Linked DNA regions of Pan troglodytes: regions 2 and 3 are each linked to region 1. A link is a contact called in public Hi-C and HiChIP or PLAC-seq data. All regions are on one chromosome and are shown on one strand. Each heading gives the region's core, a stretch centred on a gene start, on an enhancer-like site or on the middle of the called end of the contact. The rest is flanking DNA. Distances are from core to core; before and after follow the strand shown. Region 1 holds the start of RAB3A (RAB3A, member RAS oncogene family). Region 2 holds the start of PGPEP1 (pyroglutamyl-peptidase I). Region 3 holds the start of SSBP4 (single stranded DNA binding protein 4).

Region 1 (4,075 bases), core at 366-2,865:
CCTCCCGCCTTGGTCTCCCAAAGTGGTGGGATTACAGGCGTAAGCCTCCGCACCCGGCTATTTTTACTTTAAAATACTAAGTCAGTGACGGAAGCTTCCGCACATTCTCGTGGCTCACTTTTCTCTTCCTGGGGAAAAAAGGCAGGAGGTATTTCCGAGAGAGCCACCCATGTAGGAAGCGTGCCTTTGGGCGATCAGGGAGCTGAGCAACCGAGAAACCTCCCCTCCAAGGGGGCGGCAGGCCAGGGCCTGGACCAGCTTCCCTGGAGCCCCCCACAGAGCACGGACTACCGCGTGGGCGCGGAGGGCAGGGAGAATGGGAGGTGGATTTCTTTTTATTTTTTGTTTTTCTGAATTTTCCCAATTTCTCTGCAGTGGATTGGTGATACTTTTATAGTCCGAGTGGGGGAGGAGGGAGCAAACATGTTACCCTAAAAAGAAAAAATAAATTTCCCAAATGTAAACGGTGCGGGGACGTGGGGGTGGGCGTCCCAGTACTCCCAGGGCACTGGGGGCGGGCTGGGGACGGGGTTGGCGGCGGCTGGGCCTCGAGGCGCTAAGTTATTCTGGTCTCTCGGCGCCTCCGCAGCTGGCGAGCTTTTTATAAACAGGACGAGTCACCCCCCGCCACACACACACGCTCCAGCCCCGCCTACTGGGAGGGGTGGGGGGAGAATCTAGGGGATCAGGACTCTCCTGGGGGCCACACACCCCTGGAGGGTTTGAAAGCTGGAGTAGGGGGAGCAGGAGACCCAAAGTGGGGGCTGGGGTTTCGGGCTCCTCCCCCCTCCCCAAATTCTGACTTCCTTCCCTAAAGATTTGGAGGAATAAAAGATGGACCATCTTAGCTCCCAAAAGGCTCCATTCTCTGAGTTTTGCTTTCCCAGGATGGAGGGAGGGGGTCTCCCAGCCCCCGGGTCTTTGAATCCGAGCTTTGAAGAGCTGGAGGCTTCGGCTCGTGCCCTCCCTGTTTCCCGGGGCATTTACCGCAGGCTTTAAGGGGTTTCCGGGACAGGTCGCTTCTCTGTCCCTGCTAAACCTTTTCTTCGAATTTTCCTCTTGATGACGGGGCGCAGGGAGGGGAGGGGGTTCCCAGAGAGTCCATCAGCCCCTTCCTCCTTTTCTGGGAATGGTGGGGAGGGGAGGCTCTCTTGACCTCTACTTCTTCTTTCTTTTCAAACCTCAGAAACGGGGGAGGGGTGGAGTCTTTAGTAGCCCCTCCCTCAGTGGGGGGGGTCTTACGCCTCGGGAATGGGACAGGGGTCCCTCTTGACCCCTGTTTATTCTTTTGTATTTATTTTGAACCCCATATATGTGAGGGTATAAAACATCTCTTGGGCCTCGATTTTTCTTTTCTGCAATTGGGAGTCAGGGGCATTTAACAGGGGTCACAGCACCTTGGAGTAGACGGTGGCCTCAAGAGTCCCCTACCTGGGGTGGGTGCGGGCGGGTAAGGGAACCGCCCCTGGAAGACCGGGGCTCAGCCGAGGCCTCAGCCTCTCGGCCCTTCAATCTCCCAGATGCCACCATTGGACAAGAGGAGGGCGTAGACAATCGCTGATTGGCTACTTCGCCCGTCGCTCGGGGGCTTAAGCCAGTGAGAGAACGCTGAGGGGCCCCGCCTCCCCGAGGCGGGCAGGAGGCGGACGAGAGGCGGAGTCGGTCCCCGCTCCGCTCCCGCCCCTACTGGATGCACACGCTAGGCCCCGCCCCATTTTCACGTCAATCTGCTCAGGAGCCCTGCCCCATCTGGCTCTGCGTGCGTCAATGGGCCACATCTCTACGCGCGGCTCCGCCTCCGGATGGCGTCACGGACTTATCTACATGTGAGGCTCCGCCCCTCCCTTTGCAGGACGTCACGGAGGACTGCAGGGGCCTGAGCCGCTGCTGCCGCCGCCGCCGCGCAGCCCCACATCAACGCACCGGGGTCCTGTCACCGCCACCGCCAAAAAAGTCACCGCCGCTAGGGTCGCCGTTGCATCGGTGCAGGGCAAGGTGAGCTCCTGGGCGGCCGGGTGTGCTCAGGCTCCGAGCACCTGCATAACCTTCATTTGACTGATGGGCTGATGGAGGTGGGGGACGAGGTTGACTAGGGTTGAATGGGGGGAAGGATGCGGCGGTCGCGAGGCTGGGAATGGGTAGGGCCCGGGCGCCCCACTCCTGCCTGATCCTCACCACTAACCCCCCCAACCCCCCTGCTCTGCGGCGGAGGGGGAGGGGAGCCGAGCTCCTTGCGGGAAGCTGTGCGCGCGGGAGGCTTTTGCGTGCGCGTGCGCGTGTTGTGCACACGCGTGTGCGCGCCTGCCTGTGTCAGCGGGTCTGTGTGCACCCTTGCTTGTGTACCTGGATATGCTCGTGTGACGCCGTGGGGGTCTGGGCCTAAGTGTGTGCGCGTTGCACGCGCGTGGAGAAAGACGTGTGGACCGCCTGTGCAGGTATGGCCCGTGCATACAAGCACGGGGATCCGTGTCCGTGTGGGTGATGTGCACACGCCTGCATGGGTGGAGGGGCCTGTGCGCACGGGTGGTTTGCACATTTCTATAGGCGAGTCGGTGTGCAAACAGGTGTCTGTGTCTTTGTCCTGTGCACCTCAGTGCGTTCACACACTCCTGTATGTACGGATGAGCGTGTTTGAGGCTGTGTGCACGTGAGCGTGTGCATGCCCCGCCTGTATCATGTGATGCAGCGGCCTTGGCCGGACCTCTCCGGCCTGGAGGTTTGCGGGGAGCGGGGCTGCAGATGCGCGTCCTCGAGGGACCATGCACGCGGTGCACGTGGGGCCGCGCGGCCGGGTTCTGAGGACCATGAAAGATTGATGGGGGGCGGAGCCAGCCGCAGTCACCCCCTCCGGGCTCAGCCCTGGGTTTAGGGTTACAGCCCCACCTGGGGCACCTGCCCCTTGAAGGGGGCTGCTGGGGTGTCCCCATGGGCAACCCTCTGAGCCCCTCCTCTGAAACGCCCAGGATTTCAAGGTCACAGGCTGCCCTCTGCTGGGGGCACCACCAATTAATACTGGGGCTCCTGATGGGATAAGGGTGTCCTCCATACACCGGCCGTTTTCTGGAGCCCTTGCCATCTTCTGCCTGGGCTTGGGCACATGAGGATGGAGAGAGCCCCCCTCACGGCTCTGCTACACCCGGTATCCCCAGATGGCATCCGCCACAGACTCGCGCTATGGGCAGAAGGAGTCCTCGGATCAGAACTTCGACTACATGTTCAAGATTCTCATCATCGGCAACAGCAGCGTGGGCAAGACGTCCTTCCTCTTCCGCTATGCTGACGACTCGTTCACGCCTGCCTTCGTCAGCACCGTGGGCATCGACTTCAAGGTCAAGACCATCTATCGCAACGACAAGAGGATCAAGCTGCAGATCTGGGTGGGTCCCAGCTGGAGGGCTCCCGCCCGGCTCGGCTGGACTCCCGTACTTGGAAAAGCAGCCCCAACCTCGTCTATCTCTTTCCTGACTGGAGTCATTCACTTACACACTGGGCATTTATCAGGTGCCCACTGTGTACCAGGGGCAGAAACAGCACCTGTGTTCTCCCATAAGCACCTAATCCTGGTCCCTCAGTTTCCCCATCTTCAAGTTCTTCCATGTATGAGGTTTCAGCTGGATCTTGGTCCCCTTCTCTTTTTTTGTTTGTTTTTTGAGACAGGGTGGTCTTGCTCTGTCACCTAGGCTGGAATGCAGTTGCGTGATCACGGCTCTCTGCAGCCTCGACTTCCCAGGCTCAAACCATTCTTCCACCTGAGCCTCCTGAGTAGCTAGGACCACGGGCTCCTACCACCACGCCTGCTGATTTTTTTCTTTTTTGTAGAGACAGGGTCGGGCTATGTCTGCCCAGGCTGGTCTTGAACTCCTGGGCTCAAGCGATCCTCCCACCTCAGCCTCTCAAAGTGCTAAGATTACAGGCATGAGCCACCCCACCTGGCCTTGTTAGTTTTAAGAGACAGAGTCTCACTCTGTTGCCCAGGCTGGATTTGAACTCCTGGGCTCAAGCAATCCTCCCGCCTCAGCTTCCCAAGTAGCTGGGAGTACAGGCAAGTGTCAGCTTCCTTTAATTTTTAAACCTA
Region 2 (3,952 bases), core at 429-2,928, 140 kb before region 1:
AGCTGGGATTCAAATCCAGATCTGGGGTTGGGTGCAGTGGCTCATGCCTGTAATCCCAGCACTTTGGGAGGCCAAGGCGGGCGGATCACCTGAGGTCAGAAGTTTGAGACCAGCCTGGCCAACATGGTGAAACCCCGTTTCTACTAAAAATACAAAAAATTAACCAGATGGAGTGATGCGTGCCCGTAATTCCAGCTACTCAGGAGGCTGAGGCAGGAGAATCGCTTGAACCCAGGAGGCGAAGGTTGCAGTGAGCCGAGATCGCGCCGTTGTGCTCCAGCTTGGGCAACAAGAGCAAAACTCCGTCTCAAAAAAAAAAAAAAAAAAAATACGGTCCATCTGGGCCAGTGATCCCACAGGATATGAATGCTATGCAGAGATGCTGTAGCCTGGGATAGCAGGTAGGGGCTGTGGCTCAGGAGGGGACCTCCTAACTCTATCCTTCTGTACAGCCAAAGTTTGAGTCTCAGCTCAGCCCCTTACAAACTGGATGACCTCTGTGAGCCTCAGTTTCCCTTTCTGCAAAATGGAGACAGTAAAGATGTAATCAGCTCATGCAAAAAGTGCTGGAATAAATAACCAGATAAAGGAAGGCTGGAAGGGGTGGGGGCAGTGACCCTCCTCCCAATTATACACACCTGTTAAGCAGGTGCCTTGTTTCTTCCTTCTTCCCTGAATCTCCTGGATCAGCCTCAACCTCCCTTCAACAGCCACAAAACACCTGTGTGCACCTTTGCTGGATTTCCCACTCTGACCCCTCCAGACAGCAGGTCAAAATGACCCCCCCCACTCCTTGACTCTGAGGCCCCAGCGGAAGTTGGCGCCCCACGTGGCCCCGAGGCGGAGTCTCAGGGAGGAGAAACAGTTGGTTTGGGGGTGGGGGGGAGTCGGTGACAGCAGGGGCCCTGACTCACCAACAAACAGCCCTGGCACAAAACACAAAAAGGTTTCCGCTGAAGACAGTCCCTGGGACAGCTGGGAGAGCCCGAGGTCCCCGGACCCCCACCTGCCCCTGCGTTGGGAGAGTAGCCCCCCAGGAGCGCAGGGCGCGGCGAACAGTGACTGGGAGGTTCATTTGTCACTGGGACACTTCCTGCCCGCAAATCGGCCTTTGTCCCCTGGGGCCAGGGGTTGGGGGAGCGGTGTGGGGACAGGCTGGACCTCGGAAGGGGCAGGGAGGAAGGGTCCAGTCCAGCCCGCAGGCCAGACAGAGGAGGCAGGTGCCAGGAGGGTCACCATCCCCACCTTGGGAGGAAAGGACGCCAGGGGGGCCTGCGCAGCGCCGGGCTTTTGCCCGGCCCCCCAAGCCCCGCGCCTGACTGCCCTGACTCCCGACCCTGGGACCCCCAAGGCTCCTCCTCCTCCACTTTCCAGGAAGCCTGGGCTGCGCGGGGCTCCCGCGGGTGATGACACCTTCCAAATCTGAGAGGACTTCCAGCACCTGCCCCTCTCGGCCCCGCAGTCCCGGAGCCGCCCCCGCCTCTGCCCCCGGCCGCTGCCGCTACAGCCCCCATCAGCCAGCGTACCCGTCACTACCACCGCCTTCCTCGGCTGCTCCATGGCGGGATCGGGCTGTGCCTCGGACCTGCTTCTGTTGCGACTGGCGCGACAGCTGCTGCCGCTGCAGCCTCTCGGCCGCGCGAGGCCACGCCCCTGTCACGCCCCCGGCCACGCCCCCGGTCGGCCGCTCGGCGTGCGCGCCCCCGGGCCCGAGACGCAGCGTGCGCGCCCTGCGCCCCGCCCCCGTCGGCTAGGCCCGGTATTCCCCAGCCTCCGTTTCCCCGTCTGCAAAATGGGAACATCTTATGCCATAGTGTGTAGCCGCTTGCACGCACTGAGCCAGGTGCTGGGGATGAGCCGGTCCTTTATTCTGCAAGGGTTCATCGAGGGCCTGCCCTATGCATGCATACTGCCCAGAATTAGGGAGGGAAGTCCCCACGAGCAAGGCCCGTTTTCCAGATAAGGAAACTGAGGCACAGAATGCCACTTCCCCGAGGTCACTCGCCTCAAGGGGTCACAGGAGCAGCATTCAGGCCAGGAAGTTGGCGGGGGTGGGGGAGGACAGAGTAAAAAAGGAAAAACACGGCAACCACATTTGTGTGGTGCCAGAAGTTTCTCTGCAGGCCCCCATGGTCCTAGGAGGCTAATGGGGGAGGGCGATTGTACCTGCTGTTCCCTCTGCCGGAACACACCCCGCAGGTACCTGCGAAGCTGGCCTCCTTCAGGCCTCAGCTCCAGTGTTCCAATGTCGCCTCCTCCCAGGGGCCCTCCTCCTGTCCTGGCTGTCACCTCCTCCGAGGGGTGAACTGTCACTTTCTCCTTGGGGCCTTCTCTGGCTATCACCTCCCTGCTATCCTATTACCTCCTCTGAGGGTTCCTTCTGGCCCTCCTTGGCTGAAATGACCTCACTGCTACCCCCCAGTGGTTCCATCTCATTCCCTGGTTCCATCCTCTTCATAGCAATAAAGCTCAGAAATAATTTCCTTTTTCTCTCTTTTTTTTTTGGAGACAGGGTCTCACTCTGTTACCCAGGCTGGAGTGCAGTGGCAAAATCATAGCTCTGTAACTTTGACCTCCAGGGCTCAACTGATCCTCACATCTCAGCCTCCTGAGTAGCTGGGACTACAGGTGTGTGGCACCACACCCAGCTAATTTTTGTATTTTTGTAGAGATGGGGGTTTCATAGTGTTGCACAGGCTGGTCTCGAACTCCCGAGCTCAAGCAATCCGCACACCTTGGCCTCCCCAAAGTGCTGGGATTACAGGTGTAAACCAGCACACCTGGCCAGAAATCATTTTTAATTTTTTTTAGCTTTTAAGTTTTGGGGTACATGTGCAGGTTTGTTATATAGATAAACTCGTGTCATGGGGTTTGTTGTACAGATTATTTAGTCCCCCAGGTATTCTTAAGCAGAAATTATATATGTATTTATTTATTTGAGACGTAGTTTCACTCTTGTCACCCAGGCTGGAGTGCAGTGGTGTGATCTTGGCTCACTGCAACCTCTGCCTCCCGGGTTCAAGCAATTCTCCCACCTCAGCCTCCCAAGTAGCTGGGATTACAGGCGAGTGCCGCCATACCCAGCTAATTTTGTATTTTTAGTAGAGAGGGAGGTTCACCATGTTGGCCAGGCTGGTCTCGAACTCCTGACTTCAGGTGATCCACCCTTCTCAGCTTCCCAAAGTGCTGGGATTACAGGCATGAACCACCGCCTCCGGCCCCCACTCCCCAGGTATTATTAAGCAGAAATCATTTAGTATAGTCACAGCCTCTCTGGTTGGCTTCCCATTTCCTCTGACATAGAGATGAGAACTTCTAGAGGAGGAAGTGTTGTTCTGTTAGAGCTGCGTCTCAACACCCAGCACATCCCCAGGCACATTCTGCCAACATTCATCAGAGACCAGAATTCCTCTAAAAACAGGTAGAAAATGAAAGCTGAGTTTCTGGCCACATCTTCAGAAACAGGACTGGACCTTGGACTTGGGTCACGAATTTTTTTTTTTTTTTTTTAGACAGGATCTTGTTCTTTTGCCCAGGCTGGAGAGCAATGGAGCGATCACAGCTCACTGCAGCCTTAATCTCCAAGGCTAAAGCAATTCTTCCACCTCAGCCTCCCGAGTAGCTGGGACTACAGGCGCGTGCTGCCATGCCCGGCTAATTTTTATATTTTTTGTAGGGACGAGGTCTTGCTATGTTGCCTGTTTGGGTTGGTCTTGAAATCCTGGGCTCAAGCAATCCTCCTGCCTCAGCCTCCCAAAGTGCTGGGATAACAGGCATGAGCCAGAACTCCTGACTGTGTGGTTCACTGATAGCCCGTTCCACTTTGACTTTGCCATCATTCGCCAAGACACTATGGTTTTTTGTTTGTTTGTTTGAGACAGAGTCTCACTCTGTCGCCCAGGCTGGGGTGCAATAGCACGATCTAGGCTCACTACAACCTCCGGCCCCTGGG
Region 3 (3,657 bases), core at 665-3,164, 220 kb before region 1:
GGGCCACTCCAGGTGGCTCAACTTCAAGGATCCTGGAAGTCCCCCATCAGCTATGACAAGACTCCCGTCCTCCTGGGCACTGTTTTTTTGTTTTTTGTTTTTTTTTTTTTTGAGATGGAATCTGGCTCTGTCGCCAGGCTGGAGTGCAGTGGCGTGATCTCGGCTCACTGCAACCTCTGCGCCACGGGTTCAAGGGATTCTCCTGCCTCAGCCTCCCGAGTAGTTGGGACTACAGGCGCCCACGCCCAGCTAATTTTTGTATTTTTAGTAGAGACGGGGTTTCACCATGTTGGCCAGGATTGTCTCGATCTCTTGGCCTCGTGATCCGACCGCCTCGGCCTCCGAAAGTGCTGGGATTACAGGCGTGAGCCACCGCGCCCGGCCTCTGGGCACTTTTAACAACACTGCAAACTGCCCCGTGCCCTTCCTGCGGGACGGTCGCTGCTCCAAGCACCTTTCAAATGCTTTCCACCCGGAGAGCACACTCGGCTGACTCCCCACCCCGAGAGACCTCAGCCCCACCACGACCCTGCCTCCATCCGCACGGTGGAACCTGCCCCTACCAGCTTCAGAGCGCCTGGTACCCACGGCCTGGAGCCACGCCCAGAACAAAAGGGGCCCTCAGTATGCACTCTTCAGTGGTATCAAGAGAGCGGCTCCGTCGTCCCCACCCGCCCCTGGACTGTGAACCGTGCGGCTTCCCCAGGGGCCCCACACAGCTGCTGGGGCCAGGGCAGACAGGTGGCCGCGCGCCCCTCCAGCCGCTCTCCAGCTCTACCCCAGGCGACTGGGGTCCCCGAGCCGACACTCTTGTTCGTCCCGGAAAACTTCGCTGACCTCGATCCCCATGCGTCCGCAGCCTCGCGCACCCACGTCTCGAGGAGGCCTCGCGACCCCCGAGACCCGCTCGGGGATCTCGCGCGCCCCCTCAAATCTCGCGCCCTCGGGTTTCGCGCGCCCCCGCCAATCTCGCGACCCCTGGAGCCGCTCCGGTCTCGCCCGTCCACTCCCGTCTAGCGCCCCTCGGGTCGCCCGCCACCTCTCAACTCCGGCGACCCCTCAGGGTCTCGCGCGCCCCCCGCCAATCTCGTGCCCCTCGGGGGTCGCGCGCCCCCGCCAATCTCGCGACCCCTCGAGCGCGCTCAGGCTCCGCGCTCCCCGCCGCCCGCGCCCACGTGCCCCGCGCGGTGCCCGCCCGCGCCGGAGCCCACGGAAGAGCGCGGACGCCGAGCCCCGCCCCCGGCCCCGGCCCCGCACTCACTTCTCGCGGGCCTGGCTGTCGGAGGGCACGGCCGAACCCTTGCCCCCCTTGGCGTACATGCTGCTCCACGCCGCCGCCGCCGGGGCCCACACCTGTCAGGCGGCGCCGCGGGCCGCGCTCGCCGTCGCCATAGCTACCCCGCGCCCCGGGCCTCACCGCCCCGAGCCCCAGGCGGGCACGGCAGGCATCGTCCGCGCGGGGGAGCTCCAGACGGCCGCGGCGGCGGCGGCAGCGGCGGCTCCAGCTCCGGCCCCGGCCGCAGGGTGGCTTTTTTTCCTCCCTTTCCTCCGCGCGGGCTGTTCCGGGAAACGCGCGCTCCCCTCCTCCCGCCGCGCGCGCCCCCGCCCGCTGCCTCTCCGCCGCCCGCGGGCGCAGCTCTTAAAGGGGCGATGGCGGGCGCGCGGGTGGGTCCCGCCGCCGGGACCGCGGGCGGAGCGCGCACGCGCAGTGCCCGCCGCGGGGGGTGGGGGCGCGGCTACACACTCGCGGGTCAGGATCCCGGACGGCCACCCAGGGACGCACAGCTGATCGCGGCTGCACACGCGCGCGTGCACACACACGTTCACTCACCTCAAATGGAGCCGGCCACCCACATTGTTGTACACCCAGCCACACACATTCGCAGCGACACTCAACATAGCGCTCCACACAGCAAAAGTGTACCCCGCTGCTGGAACGACTGCGGATAGCCCCATAAAGCCTCAGGCAGTGACATTGGGTGTCTCACCCCGCAGAGCTACCCACACTCAGCAAGGGTGGGAACCACCGCACATACAGCCCGCCCAGCGACACACATACACTGCCACACACCCAGCTCACAGTGGCCGTCCTGGAACAACTAAACACAGGCCACCGCACACAGGCACCCAGCCTCACGCAGCCGCGCGCTTATGCAAGGCCGTGCCACAGCTTCCAACAGCCGTGGACAGAGCCCACGGAGTTAACTCACAGTCACCCTGGGGCGCACTATCGCGGCCTCCTGAGAACCACACCCTACCCAGCTCCACAGTCACAGGGCCTGCGGACACTCAGCGTCTCGCCCGAAGTCACACAACACAGACACAACCCAGGCACACAGACACAAAGCTCCTATAGTATCCAGGCTGTGGGAGCCACCTGGCACCACCCCGAAGTAATACCCGGTGACAATACTAGGTGCTGGGTGACTGCTGTTTGGGCTTCTCAGCCTCGGTGCTGTGAGCTGTAAATGGGGCACATCCCACCTTTGTCTGCGGGAGTCAGGGTGCAGGCAGTGGGTGCCCTTTTCCCCTTTTAGGGCCCTTCATCCCCCCACCAGGGGTGTTCAGAGAGGGTGGGGGCGGATACTGAGGCAGGGACCCCCGCAGGGCAGGGATGCCCGGGTACCAGTGGGTCGTGTGTGGATGGGCAGGGTAGGGGAAGGCGGTGCGGTTGACTCTGGGTCTAGATGTTTCTGTGTTTGCCACGGCTATTCCTCTTTTTTCCTAGGCAAGCCCGCGTGTGTGTGTGCAAACACGCGGCTCCCGTGTGAGTGCACGTGTGCATCCTTGTGCGTGGGGGGCTGGCAAACACCCAATAAATTATCGCTGTCTCGGCGACTGTCCCTGGCTGCGCGGTGGCAGTTGTGGGTCCGAGTCGGGCCGAGTCGCTCAGTGAGGTTGCGTGCACAAGTGTGTGCCGAATGTGCACGTGTGTGTCTCCGCGCGTGGGTGGGCCGCCAGCTCCCTAGGACCTGTGTGTGGCTCTGTGCTCACGTTTCGTGTGTGTGTGTGTTTGTGTGTGAATGTCTGGACGTCTCTCGCTGCCAGCTGACCCCCCAGATGCCTCCCCGATAGAGGCCGCCCCCCAGTACGTGAGAACCCCCCGCCCCCACCCCAAGCCTTCTGGCCGGCGGGAAGTCGGGAGCCGCCGGGGCTCCAGACCCGCGGAGAGGAAGGGAAGGGCAGGACCGGCCCCAGCCCCGCCTCCTCCCCGAGGGGCCTCGGCGCGGGAGGGGGGACGCCAGCCCTTCCCACTTCCTGTCCAGCCGGCCGCCCCTTCCCCCAGCTTCCTCTCCCGCGGGCCTCCGGGCCCCGGCTCGGCGGGGTAGGAGGGGCCCGCACAATTCCGCAGGGCCTCGGGCTGGCGACGGCCCCGGAGCCTGGGGGACCACGGGGGGCGTGGGCTTCGGCGTCCAGGTCACTCCCATCCTAATGACCGCTCCCACCACTGCCCCCGCCAGCGCCTACTCCTAATGAGGCACAGAGAGGGTGTGGCTCACCCAAAGTAACACAGAGCCTTGGTGATAACCGGCACTCCCGGGCCCGGCAGATGCCCCTCCTGCCACCCCCAGTTTAATCTCCCAAAGCTCCGTGGCTCCCCAGGGCCCTGTGTGCCCTGGTTGGTCCCTCGCCCCCTGTGAGCCACGGTTCCTTGGG

Evidence for each region. Hi-C and Micro-C count contacts between places; a contact is called where the count stands out from the background. HiChIP or PLAC-seq counts read pairs in DNA pulled down with a chosen protein or histone mark.
Region 2: a contact with region 1 is called in a Hi-C map of stem cell-derived neural progenitor cells, with 2.9 times the contacts expected there. The contact joins the promoter of PGPEP1 here to the promoter of RAB3A in region 1. A contact is called at or near these places in 1 of 7 Hi-C or Micro-C datasets (stem cell-derived neural progenitor cells) and 1 of 1 datasets of contacts at active chromatin or transcription factors (stem cell-derived excitatory neurons).
Region 3: an H3K4me3 HiChIP or PLAC-seq map of stem cell-derived excitatory neurons shows a contact between it and region 1, with 7 times the contacts expected there. The contact joins the promoter of SSBP4 here to the promoter of RAB3A in region 1. A contact is called at or near these places in 1 of 7 Hi-C or Micro-C datasets (stem cell-derived neural progenitor cells) and 1 of 1 datasets of contacts at active chromatin or transcription factors (stem cell-derived excitatory neurons).

Annotation. Positions count from the first base shown.
Region 1 is chr20:20,851,452-20,855,526 of NHGRI_mPanTro3-v2.0_pri, reverse strand. It overlaps RAB3A (RAB3A, member RAS oncogene family), which reads left to right and starts at 1,615. Exons shown (of 5, transcript XM_512511.7): 1 at 1,615-1,995; 2 at 3,150-3,377. The coding sequence starts at 3,150.
Region 2 is chr20:20,990,885-20,994,836 of NHGRI_mPanTro3-v2.0_pri, reverse strand. PGPEP1 (pyroglutamyl-peptidase I) reads right to left here and starts at 1,678. Exons shown (of 5, transcript XM_009435025.3): 1 at 1,527-1,678. The coding sequence starts at 1,560.
Region 3 is chr20:21,069,803-21,073,459 of NHGRI_mPanTro3-v2.0_pri, reverse strand. It overlaps SSBP4 (single stranded DNA binding protein 4), which reads right to left and starts at 1,914. Exons shown (of 17, transcript XM_024351878.3): 1 at 1,832-1,914. The coding sequence starts at 1,899.